Linked DNA regions of Mus musculus: all the other regions are linked to region 4. Evidence: chromatin contacts called from public HiChIP or PLAC-seq, Micro-C and promoter capture Hi-C data. All regions are on one chromosome and are shown on one strand. Each heading gives the region's core, a stretch centred on a gene start, on an enhancer-like site or on the middle of the called end of the contact. The rest is flanking DNA. Distances are from core to core; before and after follow the strand shown. Region 1 holds the start of Yipf2 (Yip1 domain family, member 2). Region 2 holds the start of Spc24 (SPC24, NDC80 kinetochore complex component, homolog (S. cerevisiae)). Region 3 holds the start of Ldlr (low density lipoprotein receptor). Region 4 holds the start of Anln (anillin, actin binding protein).

Region 1 (2,700 bases), core at 151-2,650, 800 kb after region 4:
AAAAACGAACCAAATAAACAAAACCCCCAAGACTAAAAGCCCATTTCTGTTCTGTTTTGGCAGTGCAGGAACCCAGGCATGCTAGGCAAACACTCTACCCGTGAAGAACATCCCCAGCTACAACAGGCTACACAGCACAGGCTCCTTACTAGTAGATCTGGGGGCAATTAACACAGTAAGGTCAAGTGCTTCAGCATGTTTAAGAGCAGTCCTTCAGCTCTTCTGTATCTCTAAGACCAGTAAGGCCCCCAAGTTTCTTCGGCTAACCGGACAGAGTGAGGACTTCCCATAAAATCACAATAAGGGCCATTTATCTCTACCCATCTCACCAATTGCACCATCCACAGCCAACAGTTTGCCTGCGCCTGGTGACCCGGGGGCAATCCTGGGTTTCATCTGGAAACATCGGACTGAACCAGTGAATCAGCCTCGCTCAAAGCTAGCCGATCCTTTCTCTCCTTCTGTAACACCTGCTCCTCCCACAGCGCCTGATCCACCTGATCGTCGGTGAGTATGATCGGCTTGTACTTCTCCTCGAACAGCCTCTCATTGGCCTCTGAGTGCAGCTGGTGAGGCGCGACGACGCGGAGATGAGCGGGCAGATGGAGAAACTCGTCGTCGTTGATGTCGCAATCATGCATGCGATTCTGCAGAATCCACCAGCGGCCAACGAAACCCACGTCGAGGATCCGGCCGGGGAAGTCCACCCAGCGTGGCTGCAGGTAGCGGCAGCGGGCCTGGTAGAGGCTGGCCTGGGCGTCGAAGGGCGCTTCGTAAACCAGCGAGCAAAAGCCCAGGTTCACGTGACGCAGCCGCCCACGGCCCCTCAGCCACAGCAGGCGCTGCAGGAACGCCTCCGAGTGGCGGTTGCGCGTGGCCGGTGCCAAGAGCAACAGTGACCCCGATGCGTCCAGCAAGGCCTCCTCGAAGGCCGCCTCACTGGGCGCCAGCGCGCAGCACGCAGCCGCGCCGCCCAGAAGCCCCACGTACAGGGCCGCGCGGCCCGGTCGAGCTCGCGCCGCAGCCGCCGCGTCCCCGCACGCCTCAGCGTAGTCCCGGAGCAGCGCGCCGGCCCAGGTGCCTGAGGGGAAAAAAGAGCTGCGGTGACAAGGACTCGACCACTCGAGCCACCCACCCTGCAGCCTTCTGCCACTACTCACTCAGTCGCGTCCACAGCCCTGGCTTAACCGCCACCGTCGTGGCACCACCGGCCTCTCCTCCCGCTTCACCGTGCCCACCGGACCAGAATCTCTTAAGAGCCGCTGTCACCATCGTCTCCCTGCGGTTCCTCAGCCGAGTAGAAACGCATAGTGTCGGAATGAAAAAGGCCGGAGAGTAGATCCTGCGCAAGCGCAAGATACAGGAAGTAGTTTCCCACAGGAAGACAATAGGAAACGGACCTAAACGGATGTTGCCGTTGTGTGGAGAAGGGTGGGCTCTGAAGGGAAGTCGAGCGGCGCGCACGCGCATAGAGCAATAGCCACGCCAGCTTAGGTAGGCTCAGGTGAGGAAGGTGGGGTGCATCTGAAGGGACCCAGCTTGGAGCTGAAGTTCCATTCCGTGTATTAGGCTCCATGCAGGAGTCCAGACGGAAGCATCAGTCTTGGGGAGGGCTGTGGGATTGATGCGGTTCTGTCCACAGAGTGCGATGCGGTGACGCCTCTAAAGAGTCATGGCAGCAGCTGACGAACTGGCCTTCCACGGTGAGTGGAGCCCGGAAGTGGTCAGAGCTCCTACCTCAGTCCTAAGCTAGAACCCCAGGCAGCTGGGACCCAGACCTCAGGTTTATCTTGCACTCAATTCCTGCTTCTTCCATGAACTCAAAAGGCACATCACAGCGTCCAATTCTGCACAGGACCTAAATTGAATCCCATCTTAGTAGACAGACCTATCCATGCATCAAAACTGAAGAAACTCAGCCCTTAGGGGACGGCGGTAAGGCAGCCATAGCCCCAGTTGATGAAAGGAATTTTCAGATTCCAAACACCTATGCCCATATTCCCTCTCCGTAGAGTTCGAGGAAGCCACAAATCTTCTGGCAGAGACCCCAGATGCAGCTACTACTAGCCAAAGTGATGAGCTGACCTCCCGAGAGCACGTGGCTGTGGTTGTGGGTTCAGGCATTGGCTATGGAGCTGAAGTAGGGGAGGAAGAGGATGACAAGACATCAGTGAGTCTCCTAGGCCCCGATGATCTGCCTCTGTTCTTACCCTGGCTGAGCAGGCAAGTTCTGAGTCTTTTGTCTTATAGCTTCTACAGGAAGAAAAACCACAGCCCAGATTCTGGACATTTGACTACTATCAGAGCTTTTTTGATGTGGATACCTCCCAGGTAAGGCACTTGGAGTTGCTTGGAGTCCAGCCACTATACTTGAGGACTGAATGGGTATGGTGGGGCTGGAAGGCAAAAGCTAGGTTACAAAGTAGGCGTGGATAGGTGTGTGACTTAAAGCCAGAATGTTTCCCAGTCAAGCCAACCTCTAATGATAGACCAGGTCCAGTGAGAGGGTACATCCTGGAGATGTAGTTGCAAGACCATCCAGAACTTAGGGACTGTCCTTACTTTGAGAGGAGAGGCTGCAAGAAGCTGAAAGCAAGGTGACAGGCCTGAAATCCACCTTCACAGTGGTGACATGTTCGAGCTTGTTCAGTAGGATGTGCTGACACCTCTCAGAACACCAGGATTCTCATTCTAGACCCT
Region 2 (2,700 bases), core at 167-2,666, 630 kb after region 4:
TGAGTTCGAGGCCAGCCTGGTCTACAATGTTAGTTCCAGGACAGCCAGGGCTATACAGAGAAACCCTGTCTCAAACCCCCCCCCCAAAAAAAAAAAAAAAAAGACATTGGATCTCACTACAGATGGTTGTGAGCCACCATGTGGTTGCTGGAAATTGAACTCAGAACCTCTGGGAAAGCAGTGAGTGAGTGCTCTTAACCGCTGAGCCATCTCTCCAGCTCTGGGGTATAGGTATTTAAGGAGACAGGGTTCACTTTGTAGTTCAGGCTGGTCTGGAATTCACTCAGCACTCTGGAGTCCCATGAATGGCAATTCCTCTTCCTTAGGCTCCTGATTCCTGAGCCACCATGCTCAGCTTCGGGGTTCACTGCTCTTGTTGCCCAGGCTGGCCTGGAATTTACCTCCATCCTCAAGCTCCCATCACCTGAGTGCTACATGCTAGATACATGCTAGACTCCTACTTAAAGATTTTATTTTATTTTATTTTTGAGACAAGGTCTCTATATAATCCTGGCTCTCCTGGAGCTTTATTTGTAGACCAGGCTGGCCTCAAACTCTGGGATCTGCCTGCCTCTGCCTTCCCAGAACATTGGATGCTCTTGTAGAGAACCAGGGTTTGGCTCCCAGCACCACATGATGGCTCACAACCATCCATATCTAGCTCCAAGTGGTCAGATGCCCTTTTATGACCTCTGCTGACACATACATACATGTAGGCAAAACGTTTACCCATACACATTAAAGAAAGAGAAATAAGCCTAAAAAATAGAGACTGGTGAATGATTGTGGTGGCATGTTCCTATAATCCAACCACTAGGAGGCAGAGGTAGATGGATCTCTAACAAAGAGCTCCTGGACAGCCAGTTCTACATAGTCTCAACATCTCACAGCTCACACATCCCAACCCCCGCCAAGAAAAAAATAAACCCAATGAATCCCAGTTTTATGTATAATTAATATATTCCTAAAGTAAACTAAAAAAAAAAAACAAGCAAAAATAATAAACCATCCGTTACATTGCCCTTCAAGCAGCGACTGATACCTGCAAATTTCTCTAAGAGTCGCGCAGCTTTCCAGTTTACGCATGCGCAACAGACTCCTAACGCCCTGGACTCTCCCCGGAGTTCATAGCCCGACAATCGACGCACGCGTACCAGGCCAATCGCAAACTGGCCACGTGTGACACGCCCCCCCCCCGCGCCGCCGCCCCCCCCCCTCCCCCGCCTACGATGATTGATCCTCACACCTGAGTGACAGAAGAAATTTCGCACAGGATCTCCACAAAATGGCCGCTCCTTCCGAAGCGCTCTGTCCCCTCGCTGATTGAGTCCTGCAGGAGACGGACGTAGGAACGATCCAATGAGACTTATGCGCTCTGGGGAGGGGGCGGGGCCCGTGGTGAGACGAATTTGCGCGGGTTCGGACTCGGCGCGATCAGTCATGGCGGCTTTCCGCGACATGGTGGAGGTGAGCAACTGGCTACTGAGCCTGCTGGGGGCCAACCGCGCCGAGGCGCAGCAGCGGCGGCTGCTCGGGAGCTACGAGCAGATGATGGAGCGGCTGCTGGAGATGCAGGACGGCGCCTACCGGCAGCTTCGGGGTGAGGGCCGGTCCCCTGCGCCCCAGCCCCGGGGGACTTCTCGGGGGGAGCTGGTACTCCTGGGCCTCAGTTTCCCCATCTGACAATTGCCATGGCTCAGAGGCGTCCAGATAAGTGTCATAGCTCACAATGCGCGACTCTATACGATCGTACTTCGTAGCTCAGGCGCCTTTGGAAGTCTTTATGATCCAGCCCCCACCTCCACTCCTGCTCGCCGTTCTTGAGGGTCTTCCGAGGGAGAGCAGTCACACCCGAGCCTTGATTTCTCCACCGGTGAAACCGTTGTCATGACAACGGTTGTCATCTAGGGACTTAAGCGTAATTAAATATAGAGTTAGCAGGGCACGACCCTTTATTAACTTTCCAGGACTCAGGCTTAAATGTAGCTCTGACTAGTAGAGAACTACTTAGCTGAGAAATTCAAAGAACCTTTCAGCTCCTCAGTGCCTTGGTCACAGGTGTGAGCAATCTCCCATCTCAGTGTCCTTCCCTGTCAAAGGTTTGTTTGAACTTTGTTTTGTTTTGTTTCAAGACAGGGTTTCTCTGTGTAGCCCTGGCTGTCCTGGAACTCACTCTGTAGACCAGGCTGGTCTCGAATTCAAATCCGCCTGCCTCTGCCTCCCAAGTGCTGGGATTTAAGGCATGCGCCACCACGTCCGGCCCTGGGAACATTTTTTAAAGTTTCGTGCCTTCCCAATAGACTTGTGAACAGAGCCTGCCGTGAGCTGGACCTCGGGTGACAGCAGGGAAGGAGTCCCTTGGTGGCTGGCATCCTACTGGAGAGGAGACAGGATAACATTTGTACTGCAGTGATGGGCTGAGGAGACAAATGCTTTCTATCATTAGGAGGGGTAACATGGGCGGGACTGGGGAGGGGTTTCTGCAAAGATATTGGGGGAAACCTGAAACTGTTGAGGGGGCAGGGATACACTTGACTGGCATGCATGAAACCCTGGGTTCCATGCCAGGCATGGCAGAATGGGCCTGTCAGACCAGTGTTCCAGAGACAAGCAGGAGGGTCAGGAATGGAAGGCTGGAAGGAATTCAAAGCAGCCTGATTGACAGAAGACCAAAAGTAAAATGAGAAGTTTTATCTCTGA
Region 3 (2,700 bases), core at 20-2,519, 670 kb after region 4:
CCCAAATCCAGGCATGGTGGCACATGCCTGTCATCCCAACACTCCCGAGCTGAGGCAGGAGAATTAGGGGCTAGAGACTACACAGTGACTTATAGGCCAGCCTAGGCTACATGAGACCCTGTCTATAAAGTGAGGGAGAGGTGGAGCACTTTTCCCAGTGCTGCAAAGAAGTTGTTGGTGAGATTGTAACACCATCTCCCTTCCTGTCCAAATTCCAACGCCTCTCCTAAAACTAAAGTCCACTTTATGGATCTGTCCAATCCTACACGTTCAGAGAGTGGGAACGAACCAGGCCTGCAAAAGTCTTTGCCAGGTCCCTGGCCCTCCCTGCCTGATGGTCTCAGCTACGGGTGTCTGGGTTGCCTGAGGCACATCTGCACCAAACCAGGGAAGTAGGGACAAGGTAGGGACTGAAGGCTCACAAGGAGGACCCAGCCGGCCCGGATGTGTAGCCCCACCCCACCCGGGAGGGTCGTGCAAGCCACGCCCCTGAACATCATCCTCTTCCTCCATTGGGCGAGGGGAGTGGCTCGAGGCTCGCCTGTTCCGGCTGCACCCAATAGGAGCTCGGGGGTGCGGTGGGAGGTGGGGTTAGGGCGGAGTTTTGGGGCACGCGGCAGTAGCCGGGTTTGAGTGCAGTGTGGAGACCCCCAAGTCCTGTAACTACGACTAGCGACCCCAAAGTTGAACAGCTGGGCCTGGGTCTCCCCAGCCCTTAAAACGAATGATGGGACCCCTCCTCTTGGATTCCCTCACACATAGCTCTGAAAGACACCTCTGACTTGGGAGAGCACCCACCGGACTCCCCAAACCCACTCTGACCCCCTACAGCTCTGGCACCCTATTTCCAAAACACTTCCCTCCAGCCACGTGGGAAGGACATCACATCAAGTTCGCACGAATGGTTGTATTTCTCGACCAAAAATAAAACCACTCGGGGCTCTCCGAGTTCAGGACGGCTGCCCCTGACCCCGGGCAGGCTCCTGGCGCAAAGCCTTACCTGCAACTCCGGCAGCAGCCAGGAGCAGGGCGATGACCCAGCGACGCATCAGATCCGCGGTGCTCATCCTTAGCTTCTGCGTTGCGTCCTCACTCGGATCACAGACCCCGAAATGTTCCCGCTGCAAACACTGGATCGCGGGCCCCACGGTGTCTCGGCTGCGAATCTGGGCTCGCAAGCCTCACGGTGTCCCGGCTGCAAACTACGCCGCACGCCCAGAGTCATTCCCAGTACTAGGGGCGAGGTTTCCAGGCGGGGGAGGAGTCTGCAATGGGGTGATTTTCAAAAATCTTCACCTCACTGAGCGGGGAGGAGCTTGGAACGGCCGATGTGACATCGTCTCTTTTAACCCCTGAAGCTCCCGCAGCAGTGGGAAGTTCCTCAAATTCCTCCCACAGAATTTCACCGCTTCCCGGACACTTAGCCGCCCGCGTTGCTGTTTGAGTGTTCAAGGGACGACCCACGCCCTTCCACACCCTGGGTCGCCTTCTGACGCTTTCCTTTCCACCTCCAAAGCAAAACAGAAGTATGCGAAGCCCCCTCCCACCCCCGACCCCTACACTTCTTGCAGCAAGTTTGCTTTCCTGTCTAGGAATGGGCACATAGATTTCTGACCCAAGTACAGTTGCAGGTTTTATCTGGATCCGTCCATAAACACAAACACTCAGCGAGAAATGTATATAAAACGCGGCGGCGTGTGCGGGTGAGCGAGTTGGCTCAGTGGGTGAGGGTGCAAGCCTGAAGACCTGAGTTTGATCCCAGGGATCCACATACTGGAAGGAGAGAGAACCAGAACCAACTCCAGCAAATTGTCCTCTAACTTCCACACACACTCCCCTGTACTAATTAATTAATTAGAAAGAAGAAACATTACTTGGTTTGGGGGGTAGGACCCAGTAGTTAGAATAATTATAATTATTAATGGAAGAATTCCATAGCAAGATATGGTAACACTGAAACTAGGAAGAAGGCAGGCAGATCTCTGTGAGCAAAGTCCAAACTGGTCTGGACAGCAAGTTCCAGACTAGCCTGGGCTACACAGATTCTGTTTCCTCCTCCTCTTCTTTCCTTCTTTCTTTCTTTTCTTTCCTTTTCTTCTTTTGTTTTGTTTCTGTTTCTGTTTGTTTTGTTTTTCAAGACAAGGTTTCTCTGTGTAGCCCTGGTTGTCCTGGACTCTGTAGACCAGGCTGGCCTAGAACTCAGAGATCTGCCTGCCTCTAACTCCTGAGTGCTGGGATTAAATGTTGAGTGTTTACTACCACCCCACTACCACCTGTCAAGAGACCCTGTTTCAAAGCTAAAGTTGAAATTATTTTAAATAATTCATCTGAGAATCAATGGGTTCCTTCCTGTGTTGACAGAAATGTTGATTTTTGGTTTATTTCCTTAGGCACCTGCTGGTACCGCTTTATCCTGTTACAAGGAGTTGAACACACAGAAGGGCATCTCTTCCCTCGAAGCAAAACCAACCACATGTGGCCTTTTTCCCCTCTTGACACTGGATGGCTAAACCAGAAGGCTGTCTGCCATGGATAGAGAAGTTTTGATGAATCAAAGGCTTAGGGATTTTCTAAAAGGGACTCAGATTCTGTCCCTGCCTAGCTCCCTGCAGAACAAACCAGGGCTAGTGTGTTGGCTTAGTGCATGCAGCCAGGACTGACCTGATGTGAGTTCAAATCCGAGGACCCACATGAGAGGAG
Region 4 (2,700 bases), core at 172-2,671:
TAAATTTCCAATGACTCATTCCCAAGACTGACCTACACAGCCACACCCCAAGTACCCACACCCCTTTTCCTGTTCAGTGCTTGAAAAAAAATTCAGGCATCCGTTCCCTTTGGTTTATAGGTAGCAAATTCTAACAACCCCACACACCACACACTTAAACAAAGCTCCTTCCATTTTCTATCATTTCACAGCTCCAAGGCACCAAGGAAATTTATTATTCTTGTTATACTGTGGTCCCAAGGATCTGAATTCTTAGAAGTTGCTCTTAAAGAAGTTCTTATTCCATGCCCCAAATTCAGTTTATTACAATCTATACATTTTTAAATTCTTTATTACTTAGAAAAACATCATTAATTTATTTCCTGTGTGTGTGTGTGCAGGTCAGAGGACAATTTGCTGGAACTGGTTCTGGGTCTAGAATTCAGGTCCCAAGACTTGGTAGCAAGCGCCCTCATAGCTAGCATGTGCTCTGTCGCTGGCCCCAAGCTTCCTATTTTTATTTAGCTTTGATTCTGGACTTGACCCTTCAACACTTTCAGTTTTTCTGTTCAATAAGCACAGTTGATCCTGTTATGGACTCATTTAGGACACAGAGACTCAACCATAAACCTTGCTACCATACATCTGTTTTACACAATCTCGTAAGGACTTTAGCTCTCACAGCACCAACCTAGGCACAGAGATTTTGGTGCTTTGTCGACCTTTTGACGTATAAAGGCAAACAGTTCTACTACCAGAGGTTTGGCAACCCATCTTTTTAGACACATTCTTGGAAAGCCTAGCAGAATGTCAAATGGTAAGACACTGTGAGGGTCTCCAAAAGACCCTCCCAGGAAGAGGAAAAGGAAAGTCAGATTAAAAGTTACTCGTGCAATAGTTTGTCCTGCTTTCTGCCTGTTAAACGGGAACTTTTATTAAATATGGACTTTCCGATTGTCCCTTCTCTCAAAGTGTTCTCACTGCTGGCTTTGGGTAGTTGACTGGGATTTAAAACCGAAGGGTCTGTTACTGTCATCTCTTTTCCCCACCAAACAAAGAACTAGTCACTGGCTGAGAGTGTGGGGACCCGCCAGAGTGGTCTCTCAGGAGGTCAAGCTGGCTGTCTAGTCCCACTTCTGGTGGCAGGATCAGGCCCAAAGGCCAGAGGGCCGGACCGGGTTCGTAAGGCCCACGGAGGAAGAAGGCAGGGCGGCGGGAGCTGACAGAGTCAGGAAGGGACCCGCTACGGCGTGCGTGGGTGCGTGCGGGATGGCAGGGCCCTCTCCCTAGGCAGTTCAACGGCAGAACCGTCTCCACCCAAGCGGAGGAGAGAGAGCAGTGCTCGCAGCTCCGGACCAGTCCCAACTTGGCCGCATCACGTGACCTAGCTCAGGGGCGGGGGCAAGCGGCCCGCCCGGCCCCGCCCACCCCGCGCGCATGCGTGTCGTCCGGGGCGCTGAAATTCAAATTTTGAACGGCCGTGGTAGCCTACCGACTCCGTGGGTGCGGAGGGCAGAGCCGACTGGGTGTGAGAGCGCCCGCCGCCTCGACTGCAGTCCTCCTCCAGGAGCTGCGCCGAGCCTGCACTCACTTCTTTCCTCTTCCTGAGTTTGAACCGTCGGACCCACCGTCTAGCCGTCCACTGGTGAGGCCTGGGGCGATGGACCCGTTTACCGAGGTGAGAGACTCTGCGGGCGCTGTGAACCATGACCCCTGCCGACTCCGGGACCCCCGCCCGCGCTGTCAGCCTGCGGCCAGCGTGGCGCGTGCGCACAGCGAGCGTGCAGCCGGACGGAAGCCGCGGGGTCGCAGCCGCCCCGGCTTCGCTGCTCCGTCCCTGGCTCTGGGGAAGGCAGGGCCTCAAAAACCCCATGCAAACCCCGAGCTCTGTAGTCGTTTAGCCTTCCTCCACTCCCCCAAGTGCTGGCTCGGGGTGTGAGCGCCTGGGCGCTCTGGCTTGAGCCTGCCCCCCCGGCTCCCGGGACTTAAAGCACGCTTCCCTCCATCCTTCATCCGTCTTGCTGTGACCCGGGAGAGTGCCGCTCAGGGGCCTAGTGGGACAAGCCCTGCCCTAAAGCTGGAATAGTTGGCAGGGTGGAGTCGGCCCAGTGACTCGTACTGTGTGCTTGGAATCTGATGGAAGTGATAAAGGACTTCACAGGCCCAGAGGAGCTTGAGCGCTTAAGAATCCTGTGATGAAACCACCGAAGTCTAAATGAGCAGGTGCTTTAGCCTGGCGTCCTTCATAAGTCACGGCTCTACTAACTTTAGAAAGAAAGTCTCATGCACAGGGTTGATACTGGTTGAAAGGAAACAGGGCTTATAGTTACCTCAGCGTGTACAAAACAAAATTATAAGTGTATGCTGTAGGGTTGGTACACCTCAGTGTTTATGTAGCGTATCATTTCAACAATGCTTTCCTCATCTCTTCCTTGGAAATAAGGTCTAGATTCCGTTGTTAATCTTATTATTTATGCCTAGTTTTAGCTTCACGTTGCAGCTGTACACCGACATTCAGGATTGCGTGTTGCTGTTGGCCCATTCTTTTATTGCAGGACAGTTCCTCTTTTTCTTTTGCTTCAAGCTGTTCTTTAAATTTCAAGACTTGTGAGTTTTGTAAAGTGGGCATACAGTGTTTCTGTACTACATTGAAAAATGTCGTAGAGGATAGTAATAATTTATTTTGGGTAGTGTAGTTAACAATTCCATAAGCTAAGCCCA

The links. Promoter capture Hi-C pulls out the DNA fragments that hold promoters and counts their contacts. A called contact is a pair of places that touch in the nucleus more often than the background predicts. HiChIP or PLAC-seq counts read pairs in DNA pulled down with a chosen protein or histone mark.
Region 1: a Micro-C map of embryonic stem cells shows a contact between it and region 4, with 9 times the contacts expected there. The contact joins the promoter of Yipf2 here to the promoter of Anln in region 4. A contact is called at or near these places in 1 of 39 promoter capture datasets (pre-B cells), 1 of 484 Hi-C or Micro-C datasets (embryonic stem cells) and 1 of 115 datasets of contacts at active chromatin or transcription factors (bone marrow-derived macrophages).
Region 2: a promoter capture Hi-C map of pre-B cells shows a contact between it and region 4, with 2.5 times the contacts expected there. The contact joins the promoter of Spc24 here to the promoter of Anln in region 4. A contact is called at or near these places in 2 of 39 promoter capture datasets (cranial neural crest and pre-B cells) and 1 of 115 datasets of contacts at active chromatin or transcription factors (pancreatic cancer cells).
Region 3: an H3K27ac HiChIP or PLAC-seq map of epiblast stem cells shows a contact between it and region 4, with 3 times the contacts expected there. The contact joins the promoter of Ldlr here to the promoter of Anln in region 4. A contact is called at or near these places in 1 of 484 Hi-C or Micro-C datasets (embryonic stem cells) and 5 of 115 datasets of contacts at active chromatin or transcription factors (embryonic stem cells, epiblast stem cells, pancreatic cancer cells and 1 more).

The regions. Positions count from the first base shown.
Region 1 is chr9:21,591,531-21,594,230 of GRCm38.p6, reverse strand. It overlaps Yipf2 (Yip1 domain family, member 2), which reads left to right and starts at 1,400. Exons shown (of 8, transcript NM_138303.2): 1 at 1,400-1,703; 2 at 2,013-2,170; 3 at 2,251-2,331. The coding sequence starts at 1,673. Timm29 (translocase of inner mitochondrial membrane 29) reads right to left here and starts at 1,509. Exons shown (of 2, transcript NM_178619.4): 1 at 1,161-1,509; 2 at 1-1,081. The coding sequence starts at 1,272. The coding sequence ends at 393.
Region 2 is chr9:21,759,019-21,761,718 of GRCm38.p6, reverse strand. Spc24 (SPC24, NDC80 kinetochore complex component, homolog (S. cerevisiae)) reads left to right here and starts at 1,416. Exons shown (of 5, transcript NM_026282.6): 1 at 1,416-1,600. The coding sequence starts at 1,441.
Region 3 is chr9:21,722,145-21,724,844 of GRCm38.p6, reverse strand. It overlaps Ldlr (low density lipoprotein receptor), which reads right to left and starts at 1,269. Exons shown (of 18, transcript NM_010700.3): 1 at 1,001-1,269. The coding sequence starts at 1,067. It overlaps Gm26511 (a long non-coding RNA gene), which reads left to right and starts at 1,489. Exons shown (of 4, transcript XR_001779098.2): 1 at 1,489-2,700.
Region 4 is chr9:22,387,927-22,390,626 of GRCm38.p6, reverse strand. It overlaps Anln (anillin, actin binding protein), which reads left to right and starts at 1,421. Exons shown (of 24, transcript NM_028390.3): 1 at 1,421-1,657. The coding sequence starts at 1,640. It also overlaps a transcript of 9530077C05Rik not described here.